Regions from separate parts of the Mus musculus genome. Here region 1 is linked to region 2. Evidence: chromatin contacts called from public HiChIP or PLAC-seq data. All regions are on one chromosome and are shown on one strand. The core of a region is the stretch at or near the end of the contact, and the rest is flanking DNA. Distances in the headings are between cores, read along the strand shown.

The links. HiChIP or PLAC-seq counts read pairs in DNA pulled down with a chosen protein or histone mark.
Region 1: an H3K27ac HiChIP or PLAC-seq map of hepatocytes shows a contact between it and region 2, with 3 times the contacts expected there. The contact joins the enhancer-like site here to the promoter of Acadl in region 2. A contact is called at or near these places in 1 of 39 promoter capture datasets (liver), 1 of 484 Hi-C or Micro-C datasets (liver), 5 of 115 datasets of contacts at active chromatin or transcription factors (DN3 thymocytes, the SCID.adh cell line, bone marrow-derived macrophages and 1 more) and 3 of 9 other capture datasets (adipose tissue, liver and pancreatic islet).

The regions. Positions count from the first base shown.
Region 1 is chr1:67,000,076-67,005,779 of GRCm38.p6, forward strand. It overlaps Lancl1 (LanC (bacterial lantibiotic synthetase component C)-like 1), which reads right to left. Exons shown (of 9, transcript NM_001190985.1): 7 at 4,715-4,891; 8 at 4,264-4,336; 9 at 442-3,482. The coding sequence ends at 3,406. Among named protein-coding and RNA genes, the nearest start is that of Lancl1, 36 kb to the right of the region's middle. Within about 2 kb of position 2,311, at least 18 of the 459 cell types and tissues checked have an H3K27ac peak or open chromatin away from gene starts, as enhancers often do. A contact at or near this core is called in the SCID.adh cell line, hepatocytes and liver, where this site is marked.
Region 2 is chr1:66,859,602-66,864,874 of GRCm38.p6, forward strand. Acadl (acyl-Coenzyme A dehydrogenase, long-chain) reads right to left here and starts at 3,708. Exons shown (of 11, transcript NM_007381.4): 1 at 3,572-3,708. The coding sequence starts at 3,648.

The DNA of each region.
Region 1 (5,704 bases), core at 1,061-3,560, 140 kb after region 2:
CTGGTATCACTGGGGCACTTCTCATGCGCTGGCTTACCACGTCACAAGAGATTGATGCCATCTCCTGGGTGACTGGGCAGACTTCCTTCCCCATAATTATACCTTACTCAGTGACCTCACTTCTAAGCCCCTGTGAGAACTGTGAGCAGGGAGAATTCCTAGAACCAGGCTGTTGGTCAATGACCACATGGTAGACTCTGATAAACATGAGAGGTGATGCATTGCATGATTTGAAACCTTGAAGATTCTTCTAAATCTACCATTATCACAGATGAGAGCATTTTCCTTTTATAAATCTGTTATTGCATAAAGGAGTGGAACTAACAATGAAGGAATAGCTAGGAACAAATCTTAGTGAGTTTACACAGAAAAGGCCACTATTTATCATTAAGGAGAAATACTTTTCAAATTCAAACTGAAGCAAACAACAGTACCCGATACTCAGGCCTAATAACATTTTATTGAAGACCAGTGGGTTCAATCCCTCCCATAACATACACATATGAAACCAGCCTTTCCCAGTTTAGTGGCAATGAACCTTGGGGTGATTGCTCAATGCCCCCCACACTGACTCCTGTTCACCAGATGTAAACAGTTTTCTATGGCCCAGCAGTATGGAGCCCCCAGAAACCTGGTCTGACCGGTTTTGAGGAAGCAAGAGGAACTGGAATTAATGTCAAGTAAGCCGGGGACTACACCTGAGTTCTTGGAGCCTAAGGAGGAGAGAAGTGAAAGATCCCACTTACACTACTTACTTCAAGATTAGGCCCAGTAATCTAGATACAAATTGACCTGAGGACACAGGAATAGAGTGCTGCAATTCTGTTACTTAGAGAAACAGGGAAGGAGAAAAAAATACTCGTAGATCCTCTTCAATCTAAGTCTATCTACATGGGGGCTTTCTGCGTTGATACAGGCAGGGCATGATGAGGATAAGGGAACCAGATGACCCTGAGGATGGGAGACCGACAGCTGGGATGAAATGAACTCCCTGGTGGGATCTATGGAGACGGCCATGTCAATGCTGACATGTTACACGATTCAAGTTTAGGGCTGAAAAGCACAAGGGGATAAATAGACTGCCTGGCAGGCTCAGAACCCCTTACTGCCCAGTCTCTGGATGGAGATGAACAATGCCACTGAGTTTTCCAAAGCAGCCACTGGAAGGTTTTGAAACTAGGAATTAAAACCTCTGAAGGAAAAATGCATAAGAATAAAACCAACCATGTCTGCACGACACCTGAATGGAAATGGTTCTTGCAGCCTCTACCCGAGGAGGGGCGTTGGTGTCAGCCTTTACTCTATGTGAGTTTAAGATCCTTAGAAAACTCTCCTAGCTCTTAAACATTAGTCAACAGCGGCATAAACACTGTCAGTGTAGTGAGTTTCTAAAATGCTACAGTGAAGAGAGCTGAATGGTGTTCATGAGTCTGTTCATGGGTGACAATATGCAGGAGGCAACACTCATCAGGATGCCTGGGGAAGCACTGTGACCAAGTCTACTGGCTGATCAAAACACTTCCTCTTTTTCTTTAATAAGTATCTATAGTAAAGTGCAGACAGAATATAATAAGCCATTTAACTAAACAAAGTGGGCTTTCTTTTCTAAAGCTGGACACCCAGCCAAACAGCTGCACTTTACTGTCTAAGAGTGACTTATAAATATTGATACAAAGCCTTCACCTGGCACAGTCTACACACAACTTCTGAGGATGCACAGGGGTCACAGAAGGACCAATTCAATCCTAGAAATCGAGTGCTGGGCTGCTCTTTGGATCCTACTGTAGGCACCCTTAAAAGGGCCAGAAAATTTCACGTAATATTAGCTATCTTGGTACCAAATAGAAAATAACAGGAGATTACTCCTCATAGCAACCAGGATACACTCCATGGGGATTTGATCTCCAATAAAAACTGAATGACCAAAAGAGCCACAAATAGCACATTAAATATTCTTAGACCCTGTTGTTTTAAAGCTGGAAAATGTTACCACGTAGGTTAGAGTCTGGTTAGGCCTTTGATATCGAGGAAAGAAGGGAGGAGCTAAAGAGTCAATAGGCGTTTGTTCAGAGGTCGAAACACGGGGGAGTCTTCGTGTACAAACAAACCTGACTCCGAGGTGGTCTCGGAATGTGAAGGACACTTGCTCTTGGGATATGCAAACCGCCATTTGTTACACGCATGAAGGCAGTCACATCCCATTCCAGCCAAGAGCCGTGTTTTCTTAGAAGCTACTGGTCAGAGCAGCTCCCTTTCCACACTCTTTGTAAGCAGAGTTAGAGTTTGTACTAGTTAGTGACGAGATCAATGTTCAAGTCAATTGACAGAAGGTGATGACATGTGGCACTCACTCAGGCACAGTCAGCGAAAAGCAAGGCAAAGCTGAGCCAAACGTCTCAAGGTCAGCCAAAGGTCAGGTGGGACCCTGTCTCAGCAAATTCACACAGACAATCTACTTCTAGATCTCATCTGAGTACTAAAGGACAGACAACTTTTAAAACAAACATTTCTGAAATCTAACACAAGCCAAGGAACTGTTATTTGTGAGTAAACTTTCAGATCAGAATGTGCATCCCAACCATTTAAGTTTTGATCCTGTTGCTGCTAGATAGGGCCTGTGTGGCTCATGAAGTGGGATTTCTAGTTCAGACAGAAACTAGGAATTTAAAAAAATGACATTTAGGCCCAAAAATCTAGTCTATAACTCTTGCAGTTTTTCTTCCAGAAGCACGGGCTACATTTTTTGGTCCCCTTTGCTCACCACTTGAGAGAACCCAGTCCCAGAACTACTACTCTCTGTGGAGGCAGAATGCTCAACAGAAGAGCTGGAAGGCAGTACCCAGCAACAGCCATCACATGTAATGTGTCCACCTGCACTGAGCTCGTGTGTGCACTGTGTGCACTGTGTGTATCTGTGTTGGGGCAGGGCCCAGGGCTCTTCTCCATGCTAGGAGTGTTCTACCACTCAGCTACGTGCCAGATCTCTCCTGCTCTTTACCTTGAAAACGGGTCTCACTAAGTTGCCTAGGTTGGCCTTGAACTTGTGATCCTCCTGCCTCTCTCCCCAGGAGATGGGATAACATGCTCCCAGGCATGGATCACATTGATGGATAAGTAGTAAGAGGAACATTTCCTGCATGTCTGGGAACCATGCGAATGATCAGAAGATACTGTACTGTCATCCATCCTTCCCTCTGGAAGGGAATTAAGATGGCTTCAAGTACACTTATAAATAAAAAGTAAATAATAAAAGGTGCTGAACTGCTAAAGACAAATTATGGAAATAAAAACTCGACCACTTCAAAGTACACAGTTTCATTCTGCTTCCTTCAAAAGCAAGGGCAATATGTAGCCCAGAGTAATACACAGAGTCATGCTGTAAGCGGCAGGAGACATGCTTTCTTTTCAGAGTTCAAATGCAGGGAACTTGGCCTTTGTGGGGACTAACAGGTCAGCCAAGAAATATATTGTTCCAGCCATCCCTAGAGGAACAGAAAGAAGCACACGTTACTACACCAAATGGCTCCATTTCCTAAGGCTCATTTATTTTTATTTTTTTATTTTTTATTGACTTTTGGTCATGGGAAGCATCCTGTAATTCATACCCTGCATTCAACATCAGAGGCCCCTCGGGGGTTCTTGGCTTTCTTTTTATCCAGAGGAAGACAGGAGACAGAATGGAGGCAAGCACAGTCAAGCTACTTATTCTAGCCACTCACTTCCTGTCACCTGGCCACATGCCAGCTCCTTCAGCACTGCCTCGTGGCCACTTACCTCCCAGAGGCTCTGTATCTATGACTCAGCATATGCCTGGGTTCATAAATGGTGGCCACCATGACAGCTACTAATATTATAGTCTGAGGTAAATGCTCACTGACTAATTTATTTATTTATTTATTTATTTAGGCACCAGGTTTCACACAGTCCAGGCTGGCCTTAAACAAGTAAATGGCCTAGTTGAATTGCTGATCTTCCGGTCTCTACTGTTTCCACCCCTTGAGTGCTGGGATTATAGAGATGTGGGTATATGCCAATATGCCTAGTTTATGTGGTGTGGAAGATGAACTCAGGGCTTTGGGTAGACTAAGCAACTGTAACAACTGAGCTACACCCCCAGCCTTGCTCACCGACCTGACATTTCAGGAAATAAGGTGGTACATGTTTAAGAATGGACTATAAGAATCAGATTGTGGTTACACCTGATTATCACCAAGCAGAATGGTAGCTGATGATCTTAGGAGCTAAGTCATGTGTGAAAAATACCTTCAAAGAGGGAGAAGGGGGTGTCCGCTGTCCTGCATCCGTGCTCCCCGTAGTCTAAGCACCACTCAGCAAACTGAAAATGAGACCGAGTTCAATTACTGTAGTTATTTCTTCCGAATTCTAGGAACTCACAAAAACTGCCTGCGTTACTTTGAATAATTCCCAAACTATAAGTGAGAGACAAGGAGAAGGTTTGGAGGCAGCTGCATGGCTTGGGAGGAGTTTAGTGAGCAGTAAGAACACTGTTGCCAAGGGTACCAAAACAAAATAACCCTCCACCCTTCAGCCTTTGGTCCTACAAAGGTCCAAGCAGAATCTACCCTTTAAAGGGATGTTAACCGTCCTGAATAGTTCTCGAGGTTTCCCTTAAACTACATGTGTGTTAACTCTAAGCTCAGGGCCTTTTCAGCCTCCCAAGGAGCTGCTTCTCCACGCCCAGCCTGGCTCTTACCTTGCAGGCCCTGTACAGATACTTCAGATCCTGTGTGAGGTTGTAGAGTGCCAGGAAAGCGTAGGCATTCCCTGCAGCACCATGGCACAGCCCGTAGCCCTTCTTCAGTAGCCCGTACTGCCAGATCACGTCAGCACACTGCTGGGCATCACACAGGTAACGCTCTTCTTTGAACACCTGCAGAGTCAAGGGACATATGCGAGTTCTGTCATTGGGGCTACAAAGCTCTTCCTACCTGAGAAGGCAAGGTGGAGAAGAAGAGGAGGAGGCAGGCTGAGAAGTAAGGATCGCAGCAACAGGAAGTGCAGTACTTCCAACAACAGACAAACCCTTACCACTGACTTGTATCATAGGTTTTGTCACCTTGACACAAGACTAGGCACACTTGGGAGGAGGGAACCTCCACTGAGAAACTGTCCTCATCAGACTGGCCTGTGGGCATATCTGTGGGGTGTTTCCTTGATTGTTGATCGATGTAGGAGGAGGGCCTAGTCCACTGTTGGGGGTGCAATCACCTGGCAGGTAGTCTTGGGTTGTATCAGAAAGAAGGATGAGCAAGGCAGGGGAAGGGAACTAGTAACTAGAATCCATCCATGGAGTCTCCTTCACTTCCTGCCTCAGGTTCCTGCCCTGGCTTCCCTTCACGCTGGACTAACCTTTCTTTCCCTCCCTACTCCAAGCTGCTCTTAGTCAGTGTATTATCATAGCAAAAGCAAACTAATGTAACTAGCTTTGTTTTATAAAATAACTGGGCCTGATCATGTATGCTTGGTCTAAGCTGTGTGTGTGTGTGTGTGTGTGTGAGAGAGAGAGAGAGAGAGAGAGAGAGAGAGAGAGACAGAGAGACAGAGAGACAGAGAGCGAGAGAGACAGAGAGAGACAGACAGACAGACAGACAGACAGAGACAGATGCAGCAGCAATACTAAACTGGCCACTTGCTCTTATCACCAATTCCCTCTAAAGAACACACTTGCCATACAACTTGAGTA
Region 2 (5,273 bases), core at 2,458-4,957:
TGACAAGGAAGTACACTCAGGTAGTAATCTAATTTTAGGCTAGAACAGGGAAGTAAGATCAGGTAGGAACCTAATTTTAAACTAGAATAGAGAAGTAGGCTTCATGCAAGAATCTGATTCTGGGCTAGGACAGGGAAGTAGACTCAGATATCTTAGCCACCCTGATAAGCCTTAGAAACAAAGATCATGGGACTTTTTATTGCCTTGCTTGTCCTTGGCTATCTGTGTTTATTGTCTTGCTTGTTCCTTAACCTAGAAGTGACCTTATTAATTGCAAGTAATTAAAATGGAATAAAAGCAGTTTGGGAAAAAAATAAACCTGCCTCAGCCTCAGAACTGGCTGGGGTCATGCTGCAATGTTGTCTAATTGTCTTTTTTTCTTTTTAATTCTCACGTCTGCTGGCTTGGTCAGGCCCTGTTTTTTCTTTAGTCTTTTTTTTTTTTTTCTAGAAAACATCTATTTCTTAATCATACAAAGCCATGATAAAAGTCATAGAGAAGCTAGGGGTGGAAACCTACAGCCAGCATCATGCTAGGAAAACTCAAGCCATTCCCATTAAGATGGGAACAAGATAGAATGACTCTACTCCTATTTAATGCAGTGCTTGAAAACTTAGCTAGAGCAATAAGACAAGAAAACAAAATAAATACGATGCAAATGGGGGAAAGAAGTCCACACATCTGTTTGCAGATGATATGAATTTACCTAGGAGTCTCTAAAGACTCCACCAAAAACATTCTCAGAGCTAATAAACACTTTCAGCAAAGTAGCAGGATACAAAGTTAACATAAAATTCAGAGGTTTTCTATATGCCAATAGCAAATATACTGAAAAAGACAGCATGAACACAGTCCAGTTTGGTCTGTCTCCCCCTCCCCCTTCCCTTCCCCCTCTCCCTCTCTTCTAGGAATAAACTTAACCAAGGAAATAAAAGACTTCTACAATGTAAACTAAGACACCAAAGAATGAAACAAAGGACAACACCAGAAGATGGAAAGACCTCCTGGTCTCAGCTCAGAAGAATTAGTATTAGGGCAATGGCCATCCTGTCAAAAGCAATCTACAAATTCAACGCAGGCCCAACAAAAAATCTTGGGCTATTTTTCAAAGAAGTTGGAAAAAAAAGATTTTAAAATTTATATGGAGGCACAAAACACCAAGGATGGCTAAAGCAACCCTGAACAAAAGAATACTGCTGGAGGTATCATCACCCTGCGTGTGAGCTACATTACCAAGCCATTGTAATAGAAACAGCATAGTAAGGGCAACAGAACGCAAACACACACACACACACACACACACACACACACACACACACACGCACACGCACACGCACACGCACAAACCAATGGAACAAGGGACACAAATATAGATGCTGGCATCTCTAACTCCCTAATCTCTGATAAAGATGGCAAAAGTATATACTGAGGGAAAGACAGATGAATGGAGGATGAAAATATGGTACTATATTGGGTTCTTTTCTGTTGGTGTGATAATATTCCATAGCCATGGAAGAAAGGGTTTGCTTGGGCTTACAGCTACAGAGGGATAAGGGTCTACTACCATTGGGGCCAGAAGGCATGACAATAAACAGAGGGCTCAGGCAAGAAGCCGAGAGCTCACATCTTGAACCACAAACACTAGGAAGAGAAAGCAACTGGGAAGAGGAACAGGCCAAATCCTAGTGATTACTTCCTACAGTGAGGTCACACCGGTCACCAGAGACACCAAACTGCTATCCAAGCTTTAAAGGTCAGAGAAAACCAGGCACAAGACCTGCAGGTGGTTTCTCAGATCACAACAAAGTTTATTTTATCCCTAATAACTGAGATGACTGCTTTCAATTTATTGCTATGAGGTAAGCATTTTAAAGTATATATTTGTCCTCCGTGTAAAAGCAACGCTGAGATTAGAATACCAGGCTTCTGAGATTCAGGTGGAATTGTTTATCACTATAAAGTAGAGAACTTGTGTGTAAATCTGTCTGGGTCTTAAAATGGTACACCCTATAATATGCTAAGAAAAAAAATGTAATATTTCTAACTACAGAAAAAAGAAATGCATAAATAAACACTTTCCTGCTATCATTTACTTGGCAGTTAAGTTTGGTGAAACATCAATTTTCAGTTTGGAGACACCTGTACTGAACAAATCAATAGCCTTCAGGCTAGTGTCCGTTGTTTTCTCTGTCTTTTAAGTCAGGGTCTCACTAAGCAGCTCCAAGGAAGCTTCAAATTCATCATGATCCCCTGGCCTCTGCCTCCAGTGTGTGTGGAGGGGGAATTACAGGCCTGGGCCACCGCTTTAAAGCCTCATTTACATAAAAAAAAGTCAGACTAAATGAAATGACCCATTGGCACACTCAGGCCCTGGCAGCTGGATGTAAACGTTCTTGGGCTCAGCCTAGGCCTCGCTCCATAAATGCTGACTCAGACTGCCTTTCAACTGGATCGTTGGCCATTATACTCATAACCCTTTAAGAAACCCGTGACGATAAAACTATAGCTCCTGGCTCACTGACCATTCTCCAATAATCCTCTGTAAGGCAGAGCTTCTTCCCACACTTGAATCAAAATAAGATCATTTGGGGGGTTCTCTAATTAAAAAAATACAGAAATATTATTAACATAAAAAGAAATAAGAAAAGCTAGAACAATAGGAACACACCCTTTCGCAGCATCCAGCAATGAGTCAGCTGGCCTGTCCTTTGCCACCGATGCAGGTGTCTCTGTTCATCTTCAGGGTGCTCTAATTTTAAGAGCGTCAGAACATCACTTCCTCCGGAGAATAGAAAAGCATTCCTATCTTAAAGTCCTCGGAACTTTCCCAAGTCTCCTCCGGATGGATAAGCTTTACCACAGCACTGTATTGTACTTCGCAACAATGTGCTAATTAGCTCATTTAAATGTCCTGCCACCATAATTAACAAAGCTTTACACTTCCAGTCTGCTTTATCCAAGGAATGGATTTTTAGACAGGTAAAACTTGATCTCAGTATAAACACCCCCAAAAGTCTCTAAAGCTCTTGGGAGCTGCCCATTAATCCCTCTACATTTAATTAGTTTAAGGATTTAGTAATAAGTGTACAACTAATTTATCAGATGGGGCCTACGCCTGGACGCCTGAGTCGGGATGATTGAAGTTGCTCTGGTCTTCCGGTCCCCGCCTCCGCACACCAAGTCCCAAGTTCACTGTCAGGTGGCAGTCCCCAGTCTCCGTTCCAACTGGGCTAAAGGTCGCACTACTCGGTGGCAGAGCGCCCAGGGGGTGATCGCTCCCGCTAAAGCTGGGACAACACTTTCAAAGTCAGTTCACGGGACACTGTAGGACGTGGGGCGGGGCCCAGGCCTGGAGCGAGCATTAGGGGTTGCCTTGCCTTTTGGGGCGCGGCGGACCGTGGTGGGGACACCCCGAGTTCTCCACGCCACAGCGGGCAGCCCCGGGTTCCGGAGAGAAGGCCCGGTCCCTTCCTCCGGCCGCGTCGCCCCGGCTTGACCGTAGCGCGTCACACCCCATCCCCAGAGCTCCGCCGCCCCGGCTGCCGGTACCCCAGGCTGTACCCGCACTCACCGGGCGGAGGGCAGCGGGCGTGGCGCCGAGCGGGCGCTCAGGACGCGCAGGGAGCGGAGGAGCAGGCGCGCAGCCATGGCGGGATGGACGGCGGCGGACGGGACTGGCGGGCTCCGCGGCGGGGGCAGGCGGACAGAGGGGCGGCCGGACGGCGGGACGGTGGGGCGGGCCTCGGGGACAGCCAACTGCGGGCCGCAGGGCGGTGCCGCCAGCTCGGGCGGGGTCTGCGCCAGGCTCTGCGCGACGCCCCGTGCGCCCTCCCCTCCCGGCTGCAGGGCTGAGCGAGGGTTCCCTGGAGAGTCGTCCCACCCCCGCACTGAAAGGTGCATGGAGTTAATTTTCTAACTTCGGAAAGCTCTCTGAATGTCGATAAATGTATGAGTACTCACTGTAAAGGATTGTGCTGATTTGGTTTGGGTTTTTTGTTTGTTTTGGTTTTGTTTTTTTCCTTGCAAACGTTTGTAGCTACTCTTTGAAAATAAATAAGTAAGTATATTTGATAACGGAATAACAATTGGTTCAATTCTCCAATAGTACTTGAACTCGCATATGGTTGTTTCCTTTTTTTGTTGTTGTTTTGGTTCAATTCAAGGACATGTATTATTTGGGTTTATGGATTTGATGATTTGTAATGGGAAATGCCTGACAGGTTTTGAACTCTAAAGAATGTGTACATTACATCGATTTCTAAGGAGGCAAGGGGGCCTTTCTAATAACAACAGTTACGGAATCTGAAATAGTGAAAGTGAAAGACATTTTGTGTTAGCAATCAACTACTGACAGCCCACTGAGTAGGACATACAGAAATGTTTCAAAGAAAAGCTTTAGGGTTTCACGGCACCAACAATCTGGAAAACATAGTCTTTTTTTATTTAAAAAAATAATTTTAGATTACATTTCATTCATGTGTGTCGTCTGTCTGTCGTGCACTCATGTGGAGTCCAGAAGTTCCTATCAGATGTCTTCATCAATTGCCCTCCAGGTTTCTCACTGAACCTGGAGTTTATAGATTTGGCTAGCCGGTTTGGTAGTGATCTACCTGTCTTTCTGCTTCCCTAGGGCTATGTTTACAAATGCTCAGAAGAGTCGTTTATTTTCTAGGAGTAACTTGATCTGGTTGGGGGTGGGGCTGTTTGTTTTGTCTTTTTTTTTTTTTCCCCGGGTTTCCTAGTGGCAGAATTAATGCAAATGGTGTGTGTCCTTGCTCTGTTGCATTCTTGCTAAGGCTAACTGGAGGCACGTTTGTTTAAGATCCTGTTCATCTGGTTTATCATGAAGTTATTGTTTCCTTTTATAAAATAAAAACAAACAAGTAGTGTGTGTGTGTGTGTGTGTGTGTGTGTGTGTGTGTGTGTGTGTACACTTATTCCTGGGGATCGGACTCAGGCCTTACACATACATATAAGAAACAAGCTTGTAAGTGTAGGATCAGCTGTATTCTAATGATATGAAAGGTTGAACAATAACCAGGATTTCACAAACCCCTTTGAGCCATATTTCTCTTGTAGGAGTATTACACATATTGCTTGAGAGTTCTACAGGCATGCCTTTTTAGAGGGTATGAGGCAGGGTTTCTTTGTATTGCGCAGACAACTGTCCCAAACTTCTGCACATTTAAACAATCCTCCTGCCTTAGTATCTGAGTAAGTAGGGCTTCTGACATTTGCCACGATGACGAAGGAAGGGCATGCTTTTAGTTATT